Linked DNA regions of Danio rerio: region 2 is linked to region 1. The links are chromatin contacts, called in public Micro-C maps. All regions are on one chromosome and are shown on one strand. Each heading gives the region's core, a stretch centred on a gene start, on an enhancer-like site or on the middle of the called end of the contact. The rest is flanking DNA. Distances are from core to core; before and after follow the strand shown.

What was found. A called contact is a pair of places that touch in the nucleus more often than the background predicts.
Region 2: a contact with region 1 is called in a Micro-C map of caudal fin, with 3 times the contacts expected there. The contact joins two enhancer-like sites. A contact is called at or near these places in 3 of 18 Hi-C or Micro-C datasets (caudal fin, embryo and fibroblasts).

The regions. Positions count from the first base shown.
Region 1 is chr13:18,807,153-18,814,695 of GRCz12tu, forward strand. All of the region lies in intron 18 of kcnma1a (potassium large conductance calcium-activated channel, subfamily M, alpha member 1a), which reads left to right. Among named protein-coding and RNA genes, the nearest start is that of kcnma1a, 310 kb to the left of the region's middle. Within about 2 kb of position 3,864, at least 7 of the 62 cell types and tissues checked have an H3K27ac peak or open chromatin away from gene starts, as enhancers often do.
Region 2 is chr13:18,971,704-18,979,246 of GRCz12tu, forward strand. lrmda (leucine rich melanocyte differentiation associated) reads right to left here. Exons shown (of 7, transcript NM_001020701.2): 6 at 969-1,056. Among named protein-coding and RNA genes, the nearest start is that of kcnma1a, 470 kb to the left of the region's middle. Within about 2 kb of position 3,003, at least 16 of the 62 cell types and tissues checked have an H3K27ac peak or open chromatin away from gene starts, as enhancers often do.

The DNA of each region.
Region 1 (7,543 bases), core at 2,614-5,113:
TGCATCCCTCCTACACCTCTCATCTCTCCACTGTCGTCAGCCCAAAACAGTAATATGGCAGGATTTACTGGCCTGAAAACGACCCTGCCCTGACATCTACACAACCAGTCTCTAAAAGCAGAGAAGAATAAGGCCTTGACCAATAACACAGTACCTCCTAAAAGATTTACTCACAGCAGCTTTCAGAAATCGGAGATACATTAAAGATCCTCTCGAAACTCAACGAAACCTGTCATGACAATCTAAAGAGTCAAACAAGCCGATTGATTTTGCTACTATTAGTCATGGACCTCCGAGTGCCAAAGGGGAGGTTGAGTCGACTTGAATCCGTCCCCTCACTGTCAGATGCAATTTCGCATGCTGCTGTAGTTTCAGAGAGCAGAAAGAGTTCTTTGGGAAGTTCTTCGAATTCTTAGACTTAACGAGCATCGTCTCCAAAACACAATCAAAACAATCTGGTCTCCCTCTTGCCTACAGCCTCCCCTTTGTCTCCACCGCTCCGGCCCCTGCTTAGCCTCCCTACACAAGACGAGAACCATCGGCAAGAATTGAAATGTGTTGCATTTCAATTCTTTTCAGTAGTCGGGCCCTTTTTTACTCACTGCCCTTACTGATGCATCTCACAACATTAGGCTCACAGTGTTGTTGACCTGGCTTCTGTACACAGCACTGGCCACTAGATGCCACTGCAGTTCAATAAATAAGAATGGAACAGAATGGGAAACCTGAGGGCCTCATGAACCTATTTAGCAAGAATGCTATCAGCCGGTGTACACTGTAGGGTCTACTCACTTGTCAAATGGATTTCTTTATGTAGGTCTCCCCAAGGAGCCAGGGTGTTGTTAGCTTTTATATTGGTTGCATTAGTATTTTAAGCGCACATGTTTGAACTGTATCTAATGTATGTTTTGTTATCACATCTATTCACCAAACACTGCAAATGTGTTCCTGTACTGTACGTTAGCATTTTAACGCAGCCTGCTTTGAATTACGGGACAATGTCAGGAAAGGAAAGTCGATAGGCATGCTGAGAGCATTCTTGCTAAATCGGCTAGTTCTGTTAAAGAGGCTTCAGTAATTAGGCTCTCTGTGTAGTCATGTTCAGTCAACTCACATCATCATGTTGTCATGTGTCTCTTCCGCCCTCCATGTCTCACTGACTAACATAACCACATACTATGTGCTCCGATGAATGTCAACCCTCAAACTCTGAAGCGACAGATTTCAGCATGAAATTAAGTAGAAGCCCCGCTGCTGCATGTTTTCGCATTGCCTTAATCTGTTTCAGCCCCATAAACAGTAGACCGGGCTGCCGTATTATTTAACCATAAGAGATATGACCGTGGTCGCCTCCTTCTGCATGCCTGTTCTCCTTAATTTCAGCTCTTCTGCATGGTCCTGTAAGAATAACAGTCCCTGAGGTTATGGCTTTAAAGGCCAAGTCATTTACCGTATTATCTCTCCAGCATACAACTGAAATTGGCCTCTTAATTCAGGCTCATAACCTCAGATGGAAGTCAAAAGCAGGCTTTTCCCTGTGGATTGTTTGCTCTTTTGAGGGTGCCAGACTGGATTATGGTCCATTAGCAAGGTGGCACCAGGAGAATGTGTACCAGGGACTGTTTTTAGTTTGATTCACAGCAATCAAATGCTGCTATAGTCTCTCACTAAAGCTCTTTTGAGAGTTCCAAACATGCAGACACGCATACATATTCTTCTCATGTACTGTATGTTTGAATTAAATATGCCCAATGCATGGGATGCATCTTCCAATCATAGAAAGAAGGAGATGCCGTTTGGCATGTTACCACACAATTCTCCCAGTGGTGAGCAGAGTTTGACGAACAGAATAGAGCACCCACGTTTGAGCCTGTAGCACGTTGTGATGCCAATAACCTGCTGCTGCATGATGGGATTCAGGTACGTGATCCTGTCCTTTAGATACAGAGGATGTTATCCAAAGAGGTTTTGCTGCTGAACACCTTCACCCATTCCTCTCTGCCTGAATGTACCTTGCCCCAACTCCTGATCATATTGTCATATCTGACCTTTTGACCTTTTATGACATGATCAGCCTTAGGGCACGGCTTGACCCCAATGAGACGACTGCTTCCTGCCACAATAGCCCTCATTCGGAAGTTTCCAAAGTGAAATTTGGCATGTAGTAACACATTTGGACCGTACATCACCATTGCTGTATGAACAGAATCGAAAGCAAAGCAAAAAGCAAGCGGGAACACAGTGGTCCATCTGCGGGTCAAGCCTGTCAGAGCTTGCTGCTAAGGCATTGCACTTTTTGTTCCTGTTTGAAAAAGTTACCTTCAGACTTCCCTGGTTGAAAAAAACTCTTTTTGTTCCTTGCCATTAACCTGCTGCTTTCCTTTCCTCTCATCCAACACATGACTGTAGCCAAGATGTCCGTCTACAAGCGAATGAAACTGGCATGTTGTTTTGATTGCGGGCGCTCTGAGCGCGACTGCTCGTGCATGTCAGGCAGTGTACATAGTAACATGGACAGCCTTCAGAGGGCCTTCCCACTTTCTTCTGTCTCTGTTCATGATTGCTCAACCAGTTTACGTGCCTGTAAGTTCGATCGCCAAATCACATGCCGTTCGATGTCCGTGAACTGTGAGTGTGTCTGTGCAGTGTTTCATGTGCTGTGTTTTACGTCTGTTTCGTTCCTCCATTTTTTCTGTACCTGTGGCTTATTGGTTGGTACACTAGTACATTTTTGTTTGGTGAGTTGGTGGTAGTTGAAGTGACGTGGCTTCTCTGTGTTAGCGCTGCAGTAGGTGCAGTAAGACTGTGTTGGCGCATGCTGTGTTGGTGGAGCACTTGTGCGGTGCCGGTGACCTTCTGCAGTCACTGTTTTGGTGTTTACACTTTTACATGGCAGATGTACATGTGACCTATATGATGTGCTTTTTAATCAAAACATCCATGGGCTGAATGTGTACATTGAAACTAATGATGTTTGCACAATGTGTTCAGTGTTTAACGGTTAAGGAAAATGCTAATGAATGGCTAACTTTTTTTTCCCCCAGGTTCGAACACCGGGTATCCACACTCTTTGAATTTGTAATGTGTTCATTAAATATGGGCTGTCTCAAAATAATCTCACAGTAATTCGGAACTTTAAAATTTAATGTTTAGTAATTTGTTTGAATTTGTACAATCTCATTTGTACACCCCTATTGACGATTATGTTTAGGGGCAGGGTTACGGGCACAAATTTGTTTGAAAAATGATGCATTTTTAGGACAAATGACATTGTACGAATGCAGTAGTTACATTTTTCTGTAAGATCAGGCTGTCTGTCACATTAAAAACAAGCAAATGTCACTCAAATGTCCATCTCACTGGTCAAGATCCTTTTTGACTGTATTTGTTCATCAAAATTGAAAGGATATCAGTAAGTGAAAAGCAGTCATAACTGTATGAGCCTGTAATTTACTAAAATGATGCTTAATTTGCATGCCAGATGCTAGATTTTGATTGAAAGGGATCTTTAGTGAGATTTTTCTGTACTTTTCTGTTTATAAAGAGTAAGTATATACTGGCAATGTCTGTTGTGCTATTCTTGGACAATCATGTTTTACAACCGCAAGCCATTAATGCCTCCACCATTTCCACCGGCTGAAATAAAACCTCTTCCTTTAGTCCACGTTTAGGTGCAATTGAAAAAACACATCAAACTCTCCCCCTTTCCACAGGATCTGATCCTCCTCGATGATTTTCTCTTAGCCAGCAATCAGGGGAGAAAAAGTCAATGTGCTTTATTTAATGCCTTGTATACCACAGTGGGACTGTCAGGCTCAATGGGAAAGTTAAAAAGAGATCTCCTGACAGGAACTCAATTGAGATGGCAGTGACTCAGGCTATTGGATGAGGTCAGATGACTGAAGCAGTTAGTTGTGTAAAGGACAGCGCCGAACAGGGGTCTTCTCATTAAGCCGTAGCAGATGTGAAATACTAAAGCGTCTGTCAATTAGGAATGGCAGCGGTGCGACCTACTATAAAAGCAGGGGTCAGTTCAGGCGATCGCATTTCCTCTACAACTGCCTTCCGACTGTTCGCCACATCACTTTAGATTAGCATCAGACACTATGATGAGGTTGACTTTGTGTCTTGTGTTTTGGTTTGTGGTCATATCCCTGGAAACCAGTTACTGGTCATTACATAGTTACTGATCTCTTCACGTAGTGTCAGCCTTCATTTGTTTTCATTGCTGCTGTTTTTTTCTGCCTAGACTAAGTGCGTGTTGACTAAGACTGACAGCTAATGCCAGCTGCGGCTTTGTTTTGATTCTCGCATTGGTTCTGCCTCAGATCTAGCATTACATCTCTATGATGAGGAATTCACAGCGTTTCTTCATCTGACTTATGATTGTCAGTAATGATTTTTCTTCTAAATTCTCTGAACATGTCGTCACTTTGTTAGTCCTATTCTATTCTAGCACAATTGATCTGCAGTCGATCCACATAGGTTGTTTTCAATCAAGTGGTCCTGGTGCCACGCAAAATTCAAATCGAGGGCAAAAGATAAAAAACTAAAAGGGAGACAGAGAGGAAAGACTGTATTTTTGCGATTTATACAATATTTCAAAGGAGATAGAAATAGAAAATAATCACATTTGTTGGGCATGATCCTTATATCATGAAGAGGGCCAAGTTTTCTATTGATCTAAAATATATTTGCCTGTCATCGAGGCGATAGATACTGTATAAGCTATTACTTTACATGAAAAAACAAATACTATTGTGTTTGGAAGCATACTATGCACTTTCAGAAATAAAGGTACGCGAGCTGTCACTGCGGTGGTACCTTTTCAAAAGGTACACATTTGTACTTAAAGGGTCCATATTGGTACCTCAAACTTGTAAATTAGTGCCTAAAAAATTAAGAGGAACATTTTTTTTACTTTTAAAGTAACAATATGTACCCTTGAGGTATTAATATGGACCTTTTAGGTACAAATCAGTACCTTTTGAAAAGGTACCTTTATTATTGAGAGTGTAGATAACTACTTGAATTAAACTGTTATGATAATTACGTATATTGTTGCTGTAGTACTACACAACTGTAATAAACACATTATTCAAAAGGCTTCAGTTGTTATATACCATCACGATGCACTTCACTTTACACTAAGTAAACGTTGCAGTATTTATTGCAGTTTATCAGCTTACTATACTACCGTATTCTGTTACATTCAATAACAAAAAGGTTGTACACATTATACACTTTACTATGTGTTTCAAAAACTTGTTTATTATAAATTACTATAGATTTTTCCTCATGCAGATGTCTTCCAGACATCACAAAATAACAGATGAAAGCACACAAAAGCATGGACGCATAGTCTACATTATTATTTACTTATTTATTTTTGTAAGGGAGAAAAAGTGCTCCACAATAATACCATCTATATTTTTGATGCAAGGGTTTCAATTCTTTTTGTAATGTGTACTACATTTATTTTAATTGGCAATTCGCTTGATGTTTTTTTATTTATTTATCTTATTATAGAATACTGTTTATCAATTTATTAATTATTTAATTAATTTATACTTAACGGAAAATTCACAAAAAAAAAACAAACAAAAAAAACATTTGATTTACTCACCCTTTTTTCTGTCCTCTGTTGACCACAAATATTTTTGAAGAATATTAAAAACTGGTACCATGACTTCCATAGTGTATTTTTTTATTTATCTATGGATACCAATGAATGGATACAAGAAATTCGTAAAAGTGTGTAACCACTTGAGTGTTAGTAAATATTAATTTTATTATTTTTCTAGTGAATTAATCCTTAAATATTTTTTTTCCATTAATGCATTTTATTTATATATTTATCAATATAAAAAAGTGCATATTTGCAATTCACAATTAAATATATGATTAAAATATGAGCAAAATCATACGAGTAGTAGTGCGATATGGCTGTATATCGGCACTGCTGGGAGGCGTGCATTGGCACGAGTGCAGACATGCTACGAGTGTGATATTGCTCATATATAGGCCTGTTTTTTTAATGAATTTTTATGTTTTATTTAAATCTGTCTTTGCATCGCTTTCTAAAACTTTTTGTGCCAACTTTCCTTAAAATTATGATTCTATTCTTTTAGAAAAGTGAGATCTTATTTTAATCATATTTGGGATATTTCCCTGCATAAATTAAATTCACGACTTGGAAATGTAGCTACTGACGCTCTCCAATAAATTGCAGATTGTGTGTTCCTATATGGGTTAGAAAGCATAAATATCAGCTCCTCCCCGCACTAAGCCTGATATGGTGATCTTATACCTGCACATTATAGTAGTCCTGTTATTGCTGAAATAAATACTACTCCCCTGGATGCCGTAATTTTGCTGAATGCATGAAACGCGTGGCAGTAAATGCACTCTGTCTTAAAGAAGTAATGTTCCCTGATGGGCACTTTTTTAAACAGCCCTCATGCACTTTTTGTTCTGATTACGTGCATGCATCACTCAGGATGGTAATGCACCTTTCTGCCAAAACCAGACAAAGAATTATTTGAATGAAAATGAGATGCACGAATAGTCGACACAGTCGTGTTTCTCTTTTGTTCTCTTTTGGCTGCAGTCAAAGCCCAGAGAGTCGTTGACGAGTAGTAGGGAGCAACGGAGCTCTCATTATAGCTCTGGTGCACTGCACACTATTAAGAAGAGTTTGTTATCTCTGCAAGTGCAGGCTTTAGGGAGCAAATATCCTGAACGAGTTAGCTGCCTCTACTCTAAGTTACAATGACAATAACAGTCCCTCTGCTCCACCTGCCGAGACTTATCCCCTCATTACACAAGCTTTAAAGACTCTCAAGGTGCTCAGAATCACAAAGGGTATTAATTCCTGTTCTGAACTTATGAGGCTTCACAAGGAAGATTCCAGCAGGGCAATCCTAGACATGGCTGTTTTGTAAACAACAATCGCCTAGCATACTGAGAGGAAGAGAGGTCACAGCTCCTTTTTTTCCTATTTGAGTCTTTGGGACGTTTTTTTTTTTTTCTCTCCTCCTGCGTAATCTGGTTGGTTCTTGGAGTTGGCAAGGATGTGACGAGCGCGGCAGGGGCGGAACCGGGCGGCGCAGCCCATAGAAGGGATCTTGTCCGCTCCTTGCAGGGTGGAACTCAGCACCGTTGGCTCTTATGCAGCCTGACATGAAAATTATGTTTGCATTTTCATTTCCCCAGCTCAGCTGGTGTGTCATGAAACTTAAGCTGACAGTTTCTTACCACCAGGCAGGAGCAGGGCCGGTCATCCCCTCCGCCGTGTAGGACAGATGCTAGCCAGAGAGTCGGCCGACTCTTCCTGCGCCCGCAGATCGCAAGCGACATATGCCAGGACCGGCGTGAGGCTCCTGCTTGAGCGCTTGTGTCACCGCCCTGCCCTGGGCCTGCGCTCTGACCTTTATGGCATCAGATACAGTACTCGTAACAAAAGATGAGACTTTGTAGCACAGAGCAAGCTTCATGCATCCAAAAGCATCCTACAGTGCTCAGTGTTTACAAGTACACCCCA
Region 2 (7,543 bases), core at 1,753-4,252, 160 kb after region 1:
TAACTCCAAATCAGGCCCTTAGCCAGGGGTGGTTCGGGTGGTTCAAAAGGCCCAATCCTCACTGACAAAGGTCCAGAATTTGCCAAATACATGAGCTCTTTTGTCCTATTTTGACTGCTATGCCATCATAAATAATGAAAATAACCCATGGAAAAAGGTTTTAAGACTAAGTGGAATCCTCTGTTGGCTGTGGTGACTTCAGCTAATCAGTTTTGGCCAATGCACACAATTATTTTCCATGAGTTCAACATCAAGCTGTGCAAGAAAGCATACAATCTGATGTAAGTCAGGTCATTTTTTGCTACACTATTGTTTTTAAACAGAGAAAATAGTTTACACGTAACTTTTATTCTAGATACTGGACCTTATTCTTGAAAGAAAAAAATGACCCAAAAAAGGTGTGAAGGATCAAAAGCAGCCCCTATTAAAAAGAATTTCAATCCTATTGTAGATTGTATTTGTTGATTTGTAGATTTGTAGATTTGTAATTGTTGTTATCCATAAATTATCAAATGTAGTTCTTTTTGGTTATGATGACCATCCAACAATCCATTTAAGCTAAAGTAGTGCTTAAAATGTCACTAAAATGCAGTATTTAAATAAATAAATAAATAGTAGCCTAAATGGCTATAGTAGCCAATTTATACAAAAATAAAAATTTTAATAAAATATTATTAAATACTAAATCTTTATTTTTGAAGTATGCCATAAAATATTTCATATATTCATTTAAAATTTTTTATTTATTTATTTTTTTTTACAATGAAACCAAAATAAAGTGTAGTAGTGCAACAGGATTATGTTTGTTTGACTTTCTTGTAAACCAACAATGCTGTGTGTATAAACCATTTTTTTAAATAGTCATTCTCTAAATGACTTTACAGTCGAGCAGGCAATTAAAGGGTTAATATTCTCCAGTATGCACAATGTTTTTAAATATTTTTTTTTTAAAAACAAAATAATACTACCTTTATGGTTCCGGGCATCTCTGGATCCTCTTGGCAGTGGTGTGTAAGGCGTGGCAATGGATTCAGACCTCGTATCACTGGCAGTGTCCTGAAACAGAACAAAAAAAAAAATGTATATATATATAATATTTCTCAGTGTGCAGTTTACACACCTGCAAACATTTATAACATCTACGGCAATGTATTACTCAGCAGAGACAGGAGAAATGTTGGTTATTGATTTCCGTATGCGATGATCCTAATTGAGTTAAATGAAAAGAAGTCATTTGTCACAAGCAATCTGGAATATTTCTTCAGATTGATGACACAAAAGGGAGAGAGAATGGAAAACGCACGGCGGGGCGAGAGACAAGTGAAGAATGCGGGTGAGATTTCACTGCCATGACTGATTGTCTAAATGCCATAAATTTTATCAGTGCAGAGGAGAGGAAATGTTAGGAGCGGCGTTCGTATTTTATCAGGGCTCAGGACGAGGGCAACTTTCATTATTTTGCAAGGAGGGGAGTGAAAGGTGAGGATGGGCGCTGGCTTTGATTACCTGTCCCCTGCCTATTGAAGAGTGGGGGCCACCAGGGAAAGGGCCCCAGTCACTACTCAGCCATGAAGAGCCCCACGGGTCAGACCTAGGTCAACCTGCCACTCACACACACACACACACAAGTGGCTGTGTGTTGACAATCCAACAGGTGGCATGAAATTACTGCTCTCCAAAGGCCAGACCTGAGTTTAAGTAAACTCATCTCTCACTGGCCGACCTTAAAAATACAAATATATTCACATAAAGGCCACCGCATAGACAGACAGAACAGGGAGACGAGTTGGAGAGAATACAGATCGCCTGTGTGCTTCGGGTAGGTCACAAGTGTTGTTTTCTACCTCCTTTGTCTTCTTTCAAGGACCAAAAACAAAGTATATATCATGATGTGTTGATATCTGATGCCTTTGTGAAAATATTCTGCCTTTCTGCAGGCAGAAATTCTCTGAGCATTTAATCATTCTGAGAGTAGAGGTTGCCTCTTTTTTACTGAAATCACTGCTTTAGTGAGTGAGAATGCCTTGTGCATGTAAGATTAAAAGAATTTAGATTTTAATATTTTCTAATTTGACAGTGCTCTTTTATAATTGAATGTGTTTCATAACAATTTATTTCTGTGATGGCAAGCTGAATTTGCAGCAGCCATTACTTCAGTCATCAATCAGAAATAATTCTAATATGATGATTAGTATTTTCAAATTAAGATCATAGCGCCCTTACGATTATGGGTAAAACTTTATTTTGATAGTCCATTTGAGTATTAGTAGACTTACTGCCTAATATCTGTTGATACTGCTGCTAAACAAACATTTCACTGACAAAAAAACTTTGCAAGTACATGTCTACTTGCACTAGCCCTAACCCTAAGCCCAACCTAACAGTCTACTTATATTCTTATAAGAATTAGTTGGCATGTAGATGCAATGTTTCTTAAACTCAACAAACGGACCATCAAAATATAGTGTGACTCAATTATGACTGTTGAAAACAAAAATAACTTTGCAAATCCTTCTAACATTAGAATTCAGTGCTTAAATGTAAAAAAAAAATATTATTTATAAATATTTTTCTGTATGTGAAAAATTTAATAAAATCAAATTAAAAAGCTTTGTTTGTGTATGTGTGTGTGTGTGTGTGATCATCACATGACTAATCTTCACACTAATTACCCAAATCCACTGGGGTACGGCAGCATTGGGGTTTCCAAGCATGTCAGCGCTTTCCTTGTTACCATTTCAATCTCCTCCGGCCATTTGGCTTTAATATCCTAAAGCAGCATTTTTAGTGTCAGCTTCAGTCCGCCCTGACTAATTTCCTCTGGACCTGACAGATCAGAGGCCTTCCCCACCAAACAGCCCTGTCCCAGCCACAAAGCCGCTCGTAATCCTGCTGCTTGTCTACAATTAATCTTCCCAGTTGCCACATTATTAACACCACCACCCACAGTCAGGGGCTGGCTATGCCCCACCGGACACACAGTACCCCCCCCTCCGGCCCAGCGGCCAGGCACGTCAATCACATGCCGTGCGCAAAAGTCGCCTGCTGTCAACATCAGAGATGCCCCCTTCTCTGCTAAGCATCCCACCCCTCCCGGGCCGAGTCCACTGATCAAACACCCCCATCCTGGAAGAAGATTAATCAGAGCCCTCCCTCCACTTCCTCCACTCCCATCCACTCCTCTCTTTCTCTTTATTCAATGAGCCATCATCGAGATGAGAAAGGAGGCCTGGCTCATAATGGGAATCCCGGCAGAAAAAAAAAAAAAAAAAGTTAAAGGAAAACTCAGTTTGAATGCCAGCTGTTATCTGGGGGGAAAAAGGGCAGGAGGACAAGAGCCTTGCTTTGATCGGCATCCTTAAGATTTTACACAAACATAATCACAAGCCAAGGGGTCATCCTGAAGCCTTTGAATTCATTCAATCCGGGAGCTTTAAGCATGCACAGGCAGTTAAGAGCTTTTCCTTTCACCGAGCACTTTGTTTTTGGTTGATTTTAAAAGATATACATCACTATCCATCAAACAAATGGCAACTTGTGTGCACAGACCTGCCTATCTTTAATGAATGATAGTCAGTTTGTTGGGAGATTTGTCTGAATGTTATTGCAGTAAATAAAATATCAAACCAATTGTCACCTGGAGGCAAATGGTGCAATGACCTGAGCAAACTAACTCACTAACATTTTTAAGCATAATGTCAGTTCTCAACGTTCACACAAGTGTGTAACGTCGTAACCCAAACCTCAGAAAATTGTGCATTTGTGTATTTTTACTTTAAAGGAAAAGTTAATTTGATCATTGGTGGTTGTGTATGTTGATTAGGGCGGTGAAATTGCTCGAAATCAAATCACAATCGCAATTTGAAGCATTGTTAATTTTATTTATTAATTATAGAATTTAAAGTTATAGCATTTATTATTGTTAGTTTAATATATATATATATATATATATATATATATATATATATATATATATATATATATATATATATATATATATATATATATATATATATATATATATTACAGTATGTAACCATCTTACTAGCCAATTGAGTGACAAATACTTTCATTCTGGCCAATTAGAATTGCACAACTGACCTATGCAAAGGCCCACAATTAAAAGAAAACAAACAAACAGGAAAGTGCAGACAAGTGAGATAATGGCGTCCGCTGCTTCAGAAGTTTAATAGACAAATTAATATATAAGAAAAACAGCATTGGTAATATGGGAATGTTTTGATTTCAAAGTGCTAAACACAGAACAAAAAAAAAAAAAATTTTTAAGAGCTGTCGCAGAATTGTTGCCACGACTTACAGATTATTGAGCTGAAGCTTGACTATAAAATTAAATCGCAAATCAAATCGCAACATATGTCAAAAAAATTTACAATTAGATATTTTCCCCAAATCGCACAGCCCTAATGTTTACACACTAAATTTATTAATCAATCAATTAATCAACTAATACAACAGTGACTGAAATAATCACGCTTGGCATAATGCATACCGAGGGTGATTTTTATTTTTATCAAAGTGTGTGTTTTTGGGGTTTGAATATGCATGTATGAATGAATAAATGAAATAAATGAAATAAACAAACAAAATAAATATTTAAACAACAACAACAACAACACTGGTAGTAATAATTACAGACTATAATTAAATAAATTGGTAAGTGAATGTTATAGCTACTTCTGTGGATACAAATAAATAAACAAACAAACAAAGACGGCTGTAGGTTGCTTGAATTGCCAATGAAACAATGAAACTGTCCATTTTAGAGATTAAAGATTAGTGTCTGGGTGAAAGATATTATGCCATTGACCACAAGGTGAAAGAAGAACCATTCACTCAATACAGCTCTGATGAACACTCCATCAAGGCTACAATTTTATATACATCTTTATAGACCATTTTGAGGGATGTAAACAAAAACCAATGTATTTCCTGTTTTACATTTTTAATTTCTATAGCTTCCAAGAATCCAAAAAAAAAAAAAAACAGCTACATATTGATCAATAATGTTAACACTGAGTTATGATTGAATTGCCTCTTGTTACAGTTGTGAAATAGTTTGATAACAAGTAGGAAATGTTCAATGGTCTATAAAGCATCAGCAAATAAACTAAAGCTCCTTCAAGAACACCCAACACCAAGACACATCTTCCAATCTCATCTTCCAGGAGCCAAACTTCAGCTCTCATCCGTTCCTTTTGTTCCTTCTCTTTCTCTCCACCCACTCACGTTCTGACATAAGAGTGCAATAATTTCCTGCACTGGTCAGATGGGGGCGCTGCAGCGTCAGGTTTGCATACGCCTCTCTCTCATCTCAGCACGCAGGGCTCTTGTTCTCCAGGCCCTGGGCATATGCTGCCTGCTCACATCATTATTGTCTTTATACACTGAGTAATCACTACACTTTATGATAATGCAGCAGAAATTTACAAGCTGGAGAAAGAAAGAAAGTCTCTAATAATGGCATTAACAGAGAAAGCCACAGCAGCTCTCGGCCCAACAGGGGCTCTGCACTCAAAGGGAGGACTGCTTGCTGAAAATGTCACAGTGAAATATGACTCGTCTCCTGGATTATACATCATACTCATGCTCCCTCTTCCCTTCGCATGTCCTTTTTTTTTCTTTCTCTCCCCCGCAAATAAATGACGAAAAATCCAGCCATTTGTGATTATCAACTCCAAACAAATCTCCAGCCCAGAGAGTGGGTAGAGGTGAACGGCTGGCTAAGATGCAGTTAACGCTATGATTTGGTTTGCCGCGAACCCCCAAAGCTGGAGACATCCCTGAAACATCAAGAGTTGAGCGCATCCAGAGCAACTTGCGGCGCATCTCATCCTTACAACGTCTGATCAGGGCTACAATCTAATTACCAGTGCCACAAAAGAGATATACAGAGATAGAGTGAGACAGACAGAGGGAGAGAGAAAGAGAGGCAAAGATCAGTGTAAACACCAGTGCTTTTTATCTCCTTATATATCTGGACAAGTAGACAAAGTGCTAAAACGAAATAAATGTGGCCTGACAGCCACTTCAAAGAGTTCAGCCAGGGGCTTTACTGCTACTTAAGGCGCAGGAATGTTGTTGCTAAGCATCAGCCTACAACCTATCAGGCCCAACAGAAGGGCCTGCTTTCCCTTTAAGAGCAAGCGAGAGAAAGAGAGTGGAAATTCGACAGTAACGGGAGGCTTGGGATTCAAGGAGATTTTGTAGCTTAAAGCAATTGTTAGAAGAAACAAGCTTTCTGTTTTGTTTTCTCTTGACACCATTTCAGCTTTTTGTGCTTGCAAAAGACATGTAGTAAAATGTTTTTTGATATGTTTTCTCTCTGGGTCTGTAACAAGGAGGGGGAAAAAAAGTGTTTTCCGTGGGTATGAAACTTTCCTTGTCTTTCGTGCAAGACTTTTTTTTTCCTCTCTCTCTCTCTCTGATGAGCCGAAGATCAGAAGGAAAACAAATATCTTTGTGTGTATTTAAGTCAATGAAGAGTCGGTCTGGTGTTGACTTCTATTTTTACTTCTTAAGCTCATTTAATCATGATATGCTTTGCATAAAAAGTCTTCTATATATGTGGGGCAGACCTATAAATTGTATCTGAAGCGCAGACTGTGATTATACACAGTATAAATGTCACGCTGAGAGTGGGAAAATGTTCAGTGTGCCAATCACCGAAGAAGCACTTTAATGCTTTTGACCTTCATAATTGTCTCTCAGATGTGTGGCAGTAATGCGTTTTAAATGGGTGTAGTGTGCATAAAAGTGTATTAATTCTGTTTTCTTAGGTAATGACTAGAGAGGAAAGGCTGGATGTAATGGTGCCTGCCCTCCGAAGGCTTTAAAGCCTTTTCTGTGGTGTGAGCACAGTGTGAGCTGCATTGAGCAAGTATTTAATGATTTACCAGTTCTACTTCAATGCACTTGTGCTACGTAAATGTATCATATGATCACTGATCACAAGTGAACCAGCTTTAGCCTCAAGCATATACCCAAATTCTCACCGGATACAGGAATCTATGCGCAGCTCTGCGTTAAAAAGCAAAGATTAGGGCACGACAGGAAGTTAATCAGCCATATCACAGGCATAACACTTTACGTGGCTTTACAGGAGTTGAACTTGAAACAGTCAACTTTTTTTTTTTTTAAAGAACAGAAGTGTTATCAGCTGCATTATTAAGAATGATCCTGTCAGGAACATAAATGTACTGGGGAAAAAAATTACTTACTGGAACTAACTTAACCAAATGCCGCAGGCTGTTTCTCATTCATTTGTTTCTCATTAACAAACAAGGTTTCAATTGATAATTTAACTCCCTTAGTTAACAATAACAGACAAGGCCTCAATAACATGTATTAACGATACTGCGCATGTCTACTAAATGTATTAAAAATACACTACATTAACATTAGCTAATGCACATAACCTTAAATAAACAATTAATGAACAATTGCATTTTTTTACTAAAATTACAAAATTTGCTCTAGAAATGCTGTAATTTTGTTGATGTGGTTATTAGTTCATCCTAGGGCT